Linked DNA regions of Hordeum vulgare: region 2 is linked to region 1. Evidence: chromatin contacts called from public Hi-C data. All regions are on one chromosome and are shown on one strand. The core of a region is the stretch at or near the end of the contact, and the rest is flanking DNA. Distances in the headings are between cores, read along the strand shown.

Region 1 (5,922 bases), core at 1,243-3,742:
AGGTAATACAATGTTTCATGGGGCTTTTTGCTTCAAGCATAAGTAGGAATTTCAAACACTAACCATATTTCCAGATTTAGGCAGCAGTCCAGTCCATTTAGGAATTGCATTAGCATGCTCAACATATGCTGCGTTTGTACCAGTGCCCAATATTACAGCAGCAACCACATCATTATCCATATATCTCCCACCAGCCAATGTGCCGACTGTGTCATTAACCTGCAAAACATCAACACTCAGCCTGAAAAAGTTTTGGTACAAACAACCATGTTTGTTCGCATTCCATTTATAAAGAAAAGATTAACAAATAACAGAAGCAGCGTCAGAATACACATAAATTAGGATTGTCTTATATACGCGAGTCAACCATAGATATGGTGTATTACCAGTGCTGTAACTTTCATATCCAACCCCTGCCTCTCCATGGCCTTGCTCAACTCAGCCACAACATCCTCGCCAACCTGATTAAGGAGTAGCCAAAGAACACGTCAAAATAAAGATAATTGGCTCAGATACCATATAAACCGCAAAACATAGTATTTGAATTGCACATCAAGAATATGTTTCCTAACCAGTAACCACTATTAAACTTCAACACTTATGTTCTGATTGGCATATCAAATCAAGCTTTGCCACAAGAAACTTGCCAAGGGAATCCATGGATTTATATGAAAATCCAGTGGAAGTTATGCTAACTAATGTGCTAGGAACTGCTCAACAAATGCTGTGTAGTGTTTTGAATTTTACCGTGCCGTTGATTGAAAAGCCCTTTGTCCACTTGATGAGTGTTCCTGATGATATTGATAGTTGGTTTACAGGAAAGGAAAAGGTGAAACCCAGCTCTCTCTGCCTCCCCACTGGGAGGTGGTACTCGTCACCTTCAGTATCAACAAATTTGGCCAATACAGCAGCAATGAAATCAAATAGCTCCTGTAATAATAATTCAAGTTAAATTAGCAAACATGCATGTAAATTTACGACTCCAGGGAGCTTGAAAACTGAATACCAGGTACTCACCAAGGAAGTTCCGATCATCAGGTGTGGTGGAATAGAGACTTCCTCATACTGTTGCTTGACAACACGTTTCTCCCTTCCTCCAAGTTGGACTCGCAGAACACGGAAGTTGGTACCTCCAAGATCCAGTGCATAAAACAACCCATGTTCGTCTCTGCAGAAATAGCAGTTAAATGTTTAGACAATACAGTTATACAAGTCTAGGAAAAATGTCATGTTTTTCAGAGAATTGCATGTAATAGATAGACAGACTACAATTTGTCTTCGAAATTTTTATATGCAATAAAGCAGGTGATCCTTGAAAAACTAAGCACATAACAGATTATACTTGGAGAGGATGAGTTCTACAGGTGGATATCATTGAACAAAGAAATTGGTGAAACAAACCAATCGCATAAGAACTTCTGTTCAGAATTCACAGAATTGAGCATATGGGAGTAATCCTGAGTGAACTATCCCTGCCATGATCGGTCAGTACATCCCACTGAAAGCGTATTACTTAGGCCTGACAAATGATCATCCACACCAACTCATGGAAATACCATATGGTGACATGCTGATTGATAAATAAATAAAATCCTAAATCATCAAAATTCTGACGACCATACGATCAGCAAACAGGGCGCGATGCGCCAGAGCGAAATTGGTCAATTCATATGAGGTAATAAAATGACCACATCCTTGCCCAAGATGATTCATCGAGAAGATCACATAAGAGGCGATGTTATTCCTGATTTCGCTCTGAATCGCCACAAGGCGCGATTTTGGCACAAGCACTCACACTAAGATCCGCACATTTCGCCGTACAGCAAGCCATGGCTAATCAAGAGCAGAATTCCCGTGGCGTGCGGGACCGACGAATCCAAATTCATCGACGCGCGGCTTTCCCGGCGGCTCACGGATCACGAGGCCCACCCACAAGTCAACCCGACAGCTAAAGGGTAAGGGAAGGATCGGGCGGGATCGGATCAGATCGGGAATGGGGGTGGTTTCCCTTACCCGGTGGGGAGGTTGTCGACGTAGCTGATGAGCATCTTGAGCTGGGAGTGGATGTCCCCGCGCAGCCCGCGCTCCATCTCGAGGACGAGCGCGTCGGAGATGCCCCGCAGCAGGGCGGTGGGCGTGGCGAGCGTGCGCTCGACCTCCTCGATGACGGCCGCCACCTTCTTCTTCCTCTCGGCCTCGGCCGCGCCGAGCAGCTCCGCGTCCCTCCGGCGCCGGCGCCGGCCGAGCACCACGGCCGTGCCCACCGCGGCGCACACCACCACCGCCGTCCCCACCGCCGCCGCCTTCCCCATCTTCGCGCCTAGATCGGTCGTCCTCGTCCCCGCTCTGGATCCGGAGGCCGGGTGGAGGAGTAGGAGGGAGGGAGGAGGGATCGCTCGCTGGCTGCTGCTGCTTCCCCGGGGGAGAAAGAAGGGAGGGGGAGGGGGGAGCCACTGGCCGGACGTTTTAACCGGTACAGCTTTTTTACCGCGCCCCTCCGCTTGGCCTGGCCCCCGCGGCATTTATGATCCACCCTTCGTCGCCTCGACGGCCCCGATCCGTCCCCTGCGCCACGCGGACGGCCCGGATGGACGCTCCGGGAGGGAGGTGGATCTGGGATTTACCCCTTTCTGGATTACCGAACGGATTTACCTTGGATATACATTGCGGTAAAACGAATACTGCTTCCGGTTAGGCCGTTGACCCTGTGATTGGGGCCCGCGTGTCGGTGGCTCATGTTTGGAGGGTGGGAAAGTCAGATGCGTAGAGAAGGGTTTCGGGTAAAAGGATTGGGGAAAATACGGTTTCACATGGATCGGCGGGGCCCACCGGGAGGGTGATGACGGGCGGGTGATGCCATCCGTGGTGTGGCCACATGGGGGAGGGGCCATAGGGTCAACCGCCACCAACCGTCCGCTGCGGGGCGGAGCAGCTACGCATCGGCGTTCGGCCGGCTCGACCGCGACCGCGACAGCGCAGGCACCGCCGGCGTACACCGGCGACTTCGTGGCCGAGCACGGAGCACACGAGCGGCGCCAGAGTTATAGTAGTAGTGGAATAGAACGGATATTGTACCGTACCGTGTCATGTCGTTCCTCCAACAGCTCCTCTCCACCCAAGACGAGTCGAATTGTTTTTAGATCCCGTTCTCTCTGTTTTCTAAATTACATACGGATACATATAAACATATTTTAAAGTATAGCAAAAGGGCCCATGCGTTGTAAAGGGAGAAAGAAATACCACACGACACACGCTCTTAATTTATAAAAAATGTCTATAATTTGAGAATTTATAGTTACGATACAAATAAAGATGGTCTTATCCTACAAAAATGCAGTTTAAAATTTCGCAGGTCTTCTATTTTAACACGGCTTGCATGTAGATTTAATACGTACAAAGAATCAGTCAAGTGACCTTCAGTTTCATCTCTAATCCTGATTTTGTTGACGTGTTCATTCCCAACCCGGATGAGTACCGGTATGAAAGAAACACGAATAATGACTTATTTATTAAGATTGCACCCTGGATAATATTTTAATTAAACGTTTAACAGATAAAATAATATCATATTTCAATTCTACATATTTTTCTAATCAAATTTCATGTATAATATGTTAAATTTGGAGTTACGGTTTAAAAGATATGAGTATTTAAAAAGATATTTAATATATACTACGAGTTTAATGTCATAAACAGTGAGGGCTTTTTTGTAAAATCACCTCGATGGGTTTTCCAACGAAAACGGTAGCCTCTTTATTATTAGGTAAAGAAGAAAGACGAATAATGACTTATTTATTAACATTGTACCCTAGATATTATTTTTATTAAATGTTTAACAGATAAAATAATATCATATTTAAATTCTACATATTTTTCTAATCAAATTCCATGTATAATATGTTAAATTTGGAGTTACGGTTTAAAAGATATGAGTATTGAAAAAGATATTTAATATATACTATGAGTTTAATGTCATAAACAGTAAGGGCTTTTTTGTAAAATCACCTCGATGGGTTTTTCGACGGAAGCGATAACCTCTTTATTATTACTAGCAAAAGGGCCGGTGCGTTGCAACGGGAGAAAAAAAACCACACGCTTTTAATCTTTTTATAATCATTTTGATTTATTAAAATAATGATGGAACACGGGTTGAATAACAAAAATTACAGGTTTTTTTTATAAAAATAACGTGGTGGGTTTTCCGACGGAAGCAATAGCCTCTTTATTATTATAGCAAAAGGGCCCATGCGTTGCAACGGGAGAAAGAAATACCACGCGACACACGCTCTTAATTTATAAAAAATGTCTATAATTTAATAATTTATAGTTACGATACAAATAAAGATGGTCTTATCCTACAAAAATGCAGTTCAAAATTTCACAGATCTTCTATTTTAACACGGCTTGTATGTAAATTTAATACGTACAAAGAATCAGTCAAGTGACCTTCAGTTTCATCTCTAATCCTGATTTTGTTGACGTGTTCATCCCCAACCCGGATGAGTACCGGTATGAAAGAAAGACGAATAATGACTTATTTATTAAGATTGCACCCTAGATAGTATTTTTATTAAACGTTTAGCAGATAAAATAATATCATATTTAAATTCTACATATTTTTCTAATCAAATTTCCATGTATAATATATTAAATTTGGAGTTACGGTTTAAAAGATATGAGTATTTGAAAAAATATTTAATATATACTACGAGTTTAATGTCATAAACAATAAGGGCTTTTTTGTAAAATCACCTCGGTGGGTTTTTCCGACGAAAACGATAGCCTCTTTATTATTAGGTATATATATATATATATATATTAGGTAAAAGATAGATTTATTTATTTTGCTTTATACTTCCTTTGTTCGGAAAAGATTGACTGACGCGCAGTGTGCTGGCGTTTTTGTAAAAAATACCTCGAAAATTGAAAACTATCTCAAATCGATCTATGCCTCCATCTTCTTTCTTCGCTGATCCCGCGCGTCGCCTGACACACGCCAGCCAGCAGATTTCGCCGCCGCCCACCTGCGCCTCTGATTCTGCCGCTGCCCGCGACCTGCGCCTCTAATTCTGTCGCCGCCACCCACCTGCACCTGCGATTCCGCGCATCGCCACTGTTGCCCAGGACCTGCACCTGCGGGATTCTGCACCTACGCTGCCCAGGACGTGCACCATCCAGGAACTGCTCTGCCGCCGTTGAGGACCCGTGCCAGCGCATTCCTCTCTCGCCATGACCGCCTTCGCTCGTTCCCCAGCCGCCATCCCCTCTGTGCATTCCCCTCCAGCCAAGACCCCCCCGGTCGTCGTCGGAGCCTCCTGCCGTGATCTGGTTGAGGTCGTCCTCCTTGAGCTCTGCATGCTCCTGGGTGACGATCTCCTGGACGAGGAGTGCGTGCTGCTGCTCGCGTCCCAGGACACTTTCTCACGCCCGTGGACGCCGGTGCGGGATTTTGGCAAGTCCCGTGCCGCCGGTCCTCTCTCTGGCGGCTTCCGTAGGCAGGGCCACGCGGGTGTGCCCAGCGGCGAGATGATCTGGCATCCGATCGAGCACCGTCCCTCGCCGCCGCTGCCTTTTGCCACCCCACCCCTCGCTGCTGCTGCTGCCTGCGTGTGCTGCAAGAAGTAAAGTTTAGTGCTGCTGCCTATAAAAGTTCAGTGCTGAGCCATTTGTCTAAATGAACCTGTTTGTCGCCTGATTGTTGCATCCATGTCAATGTAGCATTGCTATTTACTGAAATGAAAATGATGGAGACAGTAGCATTGTTCACATTTTGGCTTTGAACAAGAAGATGAATGTAGGATTCTTTCATGATGCTCACCTGAATGTACAACACCCCAATCACAGCAGGAACAACAATTAGAACAACTTGCCATGTAACCATTATCATCGTAAAAGGGATGTCGAAGTCCAAGATGCACAAAT
Region 2 (6,330 bases), core at 512-3,011, 620 kb after region 1:
GCCGGTGTCGCGCTCACCTGCACTGCATGGCGGCATGGCCACCGCGCCACGGGCGGCACGGCCCGGGACTAACTCAGCGGTGGCTGCACTGCCACAGAACGAGATCGTGTCTGGCCCAGAACGAGGGTTGCCGGTGGGACAAGATTTGTCACGGGTGCTACGATTCCGTTCCTGGAATGCGCGCACTGGCAGGAACATTATCTGTTTCCTTGTTTTTTCAACAGTATGACCGACCGACCCGTCGTGCATGGAGGGCTCTTGTACGTACGTACGTACGCGACTCTATGCAGGACACTGGTAGTGGTAGGCCATGCACGCTCGAGCTGGATGCTCTGCCCGTCAGAGAGCCGCGGCCCAGCCCCGGCGGGTACCGACATGACACCACCTCTTTGTGGCTGCACGCAGGGTTCAACCGCACGTACAGCCGACACACTGACACGTCAGGTGGGTGGAGCAAAGATGCTCTGCTGACTTGACTCGCAGGTGCTAATTAAGCTTGCCTGTGAAATCTAGAGAGATAGGAGTAGATGTTTTTTGCAATGGCAGGGGAGGCAGAGGAGCAGACGAGGGTGCACCTCGTAGAGGGAGAGGGCGTTGCCGAAGATGAAGTCGACGGAGCCCTCGATGTAGCAGTCCTTGTAGTAGTGGCGGCCCAGGTGGTCATACAGCGTGTCCTGCGCGCCCAGGAAGTTGCACCCCACGAACGCCGCGTTGTCCGCCGATATCCGCAGCGCCACCCCTTGCTTCCCCAGCGCGCCCGCCCGAGGCACCGGCGCCGTGTTCTGCAGCACAATCCCATCCAAATCAATCAATCAATCAACCAGTGTCGTCGAGCCTTGGGTCGACGAGTGAGTACAGATACAGTACGCACGGCACTTACCTTGAAGGTGATGTTCTTGGCGACGAAGAACTGCGAGTTGACGGCGAAGGTGGCGGAGGCGAAGGTGCCGAAGGGGCGGCCCCATGGCCCGGCCGTGTCCGCCGTGTCGCCCCACTGCACCACCGTCCGGTCCGCGCCCGCGCCCTCCACCGTCACGAACGCGCGCAGCGGCGAGATGCTCACCTTCTCCCTGCATTACATTTACACGGGCCATGCACTCTCACCGTCAGTCAGACGCCGAGCACCGACGACTAGAACGATCGATGGGCAAGTATACGATATGTTGGTCAGGTCACGCACGTACGTGTAGGTGCCGGCATTGACCTTGATGACGACGCGAGCGAGGTTGATGATCGGGAGCGAGTCGACGGCGCCCTGTATGGTGCTGAAGTCGCCGGCCCCGGGCGTCCTGTCCACGACGATCGTGCGCGTCGTGGGGAGCAGCGCGCGGTTGAGCGCCCGCTGGAACACGCTGTGTTCGAGCGCGCCCATGAAATGCACCCACCGCGTGAACCGCCGCTCGATCGTCTCCACCGCCGTCGCGTTCGCCGGGTAGGGCCTCGCCGCCGCAGCAGCAGCCTTCCCCGGCCTCAGGCCCTTGGTGTGCCTGTGCTCCACGCGCCCGCGCCCGTGCCCGTGCCGGCCGGCGTCCACGTCGCCCGGCCCGGCCAGCAGCAGCAGCGCCAACAGCACCACAACGCACGCCAGCCACCTCGCCCGCGACGACGGCGAGGACGAGGACGACGCTGCCATCGCCGCGACAATGCGCTGCGAGTACGCCGCCAGTGGCAACAGTGGAGGGGCGCTGTTGCGGTGGTCACTCACCGGCAGCTAGCTAGGTATGCTACAATGGGGCTGTGTCTGCGTGTGTCAGGTATAATTGGGGAGCGGGGGGGGGGGGGGGGGGGGGGATTTAAGGAGATCACGGGCGTCCTGTTCCGAGGGAACGATGGAATGACACAGCTCACGAGCACGAGCAAGAGCACGAGCAGAGGCCGCTGTTCGTGTGTGTTGGCTCTAGTGTGGGCGTGGGCGTGCGCGCGCATCTAGCAGAGCGGCGCTTGTGCGGTGCGGCTACGGCGGTACATGCATGCACCACATGCTCGGCCACATGCATGTGCGTTCGTCTTCGTCTTCCCCTTGGCCTCGGTCTCCCACTGTCCTATCGGGAAAGGCAAACCAACCTTGCAGTTGCAGTTCTACTTACGGTGGCTAAATCGCGACCCCGTGGTTTACTCTGTCTTGAGCACTGTTTCCTTGTACCCTGGTTCCATTCCGCGGCGGCATAACGACCTCCGACTTGACTCTCGTGGGTGACGACCAGTGCTAGAAACAACCTTTTTTTTATAAGGGCATCTTCAACAGAGGCTCAAAACACAGCTTGGGACGATAAAAATCCTCATTTTTTTTTTGTCGGACAACTTCAACAGAGCCTGTAAAATACTACGCGTGTTAAAAAGTTTTAGGCATGTATTAAAAACGTCATCGCGTGCAGTAAATTTGGGATGCCGGATCACGCACGCTTTACAATTTACACCGCGTATTTTTTTGGACGTGTGTTTTTGAGCGTCTGAACAAGCAATGCTGGTCTCACGGAATAAAATCGTTACAGTAGTGCGCTAAAACTTTTATTGAGCGTGAAAGAAAAACAGTATTTTCTGAAAGCGGATTTGCCGGCATTTCTATTTCCGGGAAGATAAAATAATGGTCTCTCCCGTCCGTCGACTACCGAGTCGCATGCGCATCGCAAAGCCATGAAAGTCGCACGGGAATGAGTACGCAATCGAGCAGTTCAGCATGCTCACCATCAAGTACCGCCTCCACCATCCTCGCAGCTTTAAACAGTTATATACAAATATCCATACTTCATATACTCGTACCGGTGTACACATCATGGAAGGACAGGCAGGTAATCTGTAAATGCAATCGACATATACAGACGCAGAGAAGCGCACATTCTCTGTCAGTGTTGGCTTCCCCTCCCGTCTGGTACGCCGATGCCCCTCTCCTAGTGTCAGCTTGTGCTGCTGCCATGGCCCATCCTTCTTCCGCCACCCGTGATCGCCAGGTCTCTCTCGCTTTTACGGAAGGCGGTATTGAAATACCGGCCAACTCGCTACCGGTTCCACGGATACTGGCTGGAGCAAACCGACAGTACGCTCCATACGCGTTGCTGCTCGCCACTCGTGCTAGCTCAGCTGGGCCGACCGACGACCCTGCTGCCTCCTGCTCGGTGCTAGTACTGCTAACCATGGCGATGGAGTAAATTGTGGAGCTACCACTCATTCTCAGGGGCTCAGGGCCACTTTCCCACTCTACCGCTACTCTACTGCATTACCGTACCGTATAGGGTATGGCAACTGAACCTTTCTACTTTCTTCTCCACAAAGCCGCACTCTCACACAGATCTACAAAGAGAACCGGATTTCCAGGCATCATTTCAGAGGGAGGTGGAATTTTCTTAACTTTCAACACAACATTCCATTTACCCCAACACTTTTCACAGTAACATGCTTTGTTTAGCATTCGGAAACTTATTACTCGGTCTAGGTGCATACCACCTGCATCTAAGGTATTTCTCTGTAACGGAGCACGGATACACGACACTACACACAGCACACCCAGGAAAGAGGGTGGTCAGTCTCCCAGGAACTTCAATGAAGGTGAACGGCGGGTATATATGGGGCTAGGCTAAAAATGAGAGCGTGACAAGGATAGCACATGCGCCACGCTCTCAGTCTAGGTTCTAAGTCTGCGGAAACGGGGAAAAGGCACAATTCAGAAAGGGTTTGCTGTACATGGAGAGCGGCATCATTCTTCCTGTTGTTGTCCTGCATCTACAATATCGGCGATCTGGCAGCTGCGGATCCCCCAGAAGAATTTCGGATGCAGATACCTCTTGGTGGCAGTGAACAGCCAGCCTATGTTGGAGTCGCAGGAAGAGCACGATGCGATAGTCCAGGCGTATCTGGATAGCAAGATAATGTGCTTATGAGTTATTCTCACATTCGAAGATTGTAGAATAAAACATGGAGGCGGCTGGGAGATAGACAAGGAGTCAAGAAAAAGGTCATACCCTGGAAACCAGCTGTGTTCCTCTGTGGGATCCCCCTCAATATCAAGCCCTGTTGCGTTGTTCACAGTGATCGTCGCGTGCACATACCCATGATTGTTGACATAAGTACCAAGAGGCCCATCGCTAGACATCACCACCACGTCGCTATGCTTTGCTATTTCGGACTAGCATAATTAACATACATGTCAGCACAGAGTAATAGCCATAATCGTGAAATTCTTCGATTTAGCTATACAAGAAGCAACTTGGTTTTACATTAATGCCATTACTCATCAAGCAGCTGCAACAGGCTACATCACCCAAGGATACGTCCAGTATCTGAGTGCAACTTTTGACAAAGCCTTGTTGCAAAATAACATGTTAATCTAGCACGCTGTGATACAGGTGATCTAAAGAAGCTATCTATGATGGAAGCAACAGACCAGACTACTGAACCTGGATGTACGTCAAGGTATCAGCACCGATCAACTAGTTAAAATATCACCTCCAGATACAGTAGATTGTTACCTTGCAGTATCCACATTTTATGAGATCACAGGCCTTTAGAAGCTGGATCTCCTTTCGAAGGCGATACGAAACCCCATTAATCTCCAGCAATTTTTGTCTCACAGGTTCTGATACTGGAAGTTGGTTTCCGATGTAAAATGACAAAAGATCTGGTTTTCTTACAAGCTCATCAACGTTTGGTGTTTTAATTATCAGTCTCCACAAATCTGCAACAAAGGGATGGTATAACAAAAATAACCAACTGAATATCGCAAACATACCTAAGGATTTGCAGACTTATAGTTTATTTACTTTAGTGAGAAGATGTTACACAGGGCAAAGTTGGTGTTCTGGTAAGGATTCAATGAAATATGTAGGGCATGTTTGGTTGGTATACTAAGGTTGCCTCACCACAAGTTAGGCAAGTTTGACTGAGGCAAAGTTGGTATTCTGGTAAGGATTCAATGAAATATGTAGGGCATGTTTGGTTGGTACACTAAGGTTGCCACACTTTGCCACACCACAAGTTAGGCCTTGTTCGGTTAATCCTCCTCCCAAGGGGATTGGAGAGGATTGGAGGGGATTTTGACTTGTTAGGGATTTAATCCCCTCAATCCCTGTCAAATCCCTTTCACTTCCCTCTCAACCGAACAAAGCCTTAGGGAAGTGTGACTGAGGAAGCCCCCGTCTGGCTAACAGTCACACTTGTGGCAAGATTCTTCTCCTATAATTTAGGTCCCACGTGTCATTGATTCAGAACAGTGTGGCAAGGTTACCTCAAGTATGGCGAAGTGTGCCGCAGATTTTAATCGCCTAACCTGGGGCATGTATGGCAAATGTTGGCAAACTTAGGGGCTGTTTGGTTCTAGGCCTTGCATTGCCACACTTTGCCACACATTTTCGCCAAACTTGCCTAAGGTTAGTTCAAGAAATGTGATGTGATGTGGGGCCCTAGTGTGGCAAAACACATTTTCGCCAAACTTTGCCACACACAAGTTGGCAAGCCCAAGGGAATCTTGCCACACCTTTTGAGTGTATGTGATGTGGGGCCCTAGTGTGGCAAAAAGTATCTTGCCTAAGGTGTGGCTTGAACCAAACATCATCATAAGTTGGCCAAACTTGACTAACCTTAGGTGTGGCAACCAAAGGCAACCTTAGTCACAAACCAAACAACCCCTTAGTATATGAACCAAATGATATGCAGTGACAAGAATGTACTGTAAGGTTCATAAGAAACAAGATTGATGAAACAGGAGTGCTTCACCTACCAGCAGCTCTACAAGCAAGTGCATATGGGTCATGCATTTCATAAGCCCATTGAGGCCAAAATGCCAATGATGCCTGAAGAGGCTGCTTCGAGTAATTTCCAGCATTGTACTGGTGCTTCACATGTGTTCTTGCACTCGAGGGTGTCGAGCAAATATATTCCTCCTCATCCATGTTTGTATTCTTGCCTGACTGACCAGAAACATAGGGCTTCACTGAATTGCTGGATTGTGAACTTGAATCACTTGAAGTAGGAGTATCACAATCTGGGTCTGAATATATATGGCCCTGTTGCTTGATTGGTGATACATCCAAGCTCATAACTTGTGAAGAAGTATGCGGCCGATAGCTCCTAGATGCACCTAGCTGTGCAAATGCAGCTCTTGGAGTTCTTAGTGGAGGATCTTCCTCGATGATTTGAACCTCGCCCCACACCTAATGACAAAAGTACATGAAACAAAGCTACAGTTGTCCCGCTTCTAATTCAAAAGGGACATAAAACAAGGCTGCCCAATTAGATCTTAGACTTACCACCCCATCAACATCTGCCCAGTAACGGATCAGACGAAATCGTTGCTGGCCACGTGCTTTAACATTTACTGAACCATCCTCCGACCGTCCA

Evidence for each region. Hi-C and Micro-C count contacts between places; a contact is called where the count stands out from the background.
Region 2: a Hi-C map of seedling shows a contact between it and region 1, with 2.0 times the contacts expected there. The contact joins the promoter of LOC123446867 here to the promoter of LOC123446817 in region 1. A contact is called at or near these places in 2 of 6 Hi-C or Micro-C datasets (leaf and seedling).

Annotation. Positions count from the first base shown.
Region 1 is chr1H:475,642,834-475,648,755 of MorexV3_pseudomolecules_assembly, forward strand. LOC123446817 (hexokinase-5) reads right to left here and starts at 2,493. Exons shown (of 9, transcript XM_045123362.1): 1 at 2,014-2,493; 2 at 1,018-1,168; 3 at 748-930; 4 at 387-461; 5 at 64-219. The coding sequence starts at 2,312. LOC123415932 (a long non-coding RNA gene) reads right to left here. Exons shown (of 3, transcript XR_006615626.1): 2 at 5,819-5,922; 3 at 5,645-5,730.
Region 2 is chr1H:476,259,290-476,265,619 of MorexV3_pseudomolecules_assembly, forward strand. It overlaps LOC123446867 (probable pectinesterase 53), which reads right to left and starts at 1,762. Exons shown (of 5, transcript XM_045123410.1): 1 at 1,185-1,762; 2 at 881-1,070; 3 at 576-782. The coding sequence starts at 1,633. It overlaps LOC123446851 (protein cereblon-like), which reads right to left. Exons shown (of 9, transcript XM_045123400.1): 5 at 6,240-6,330; 6 at 5,711-6,143; 7 at 4,464-4,669; 8 at 3,957-4,120; 9 at 3,337-3,848. The coding sequence ends at 3,692.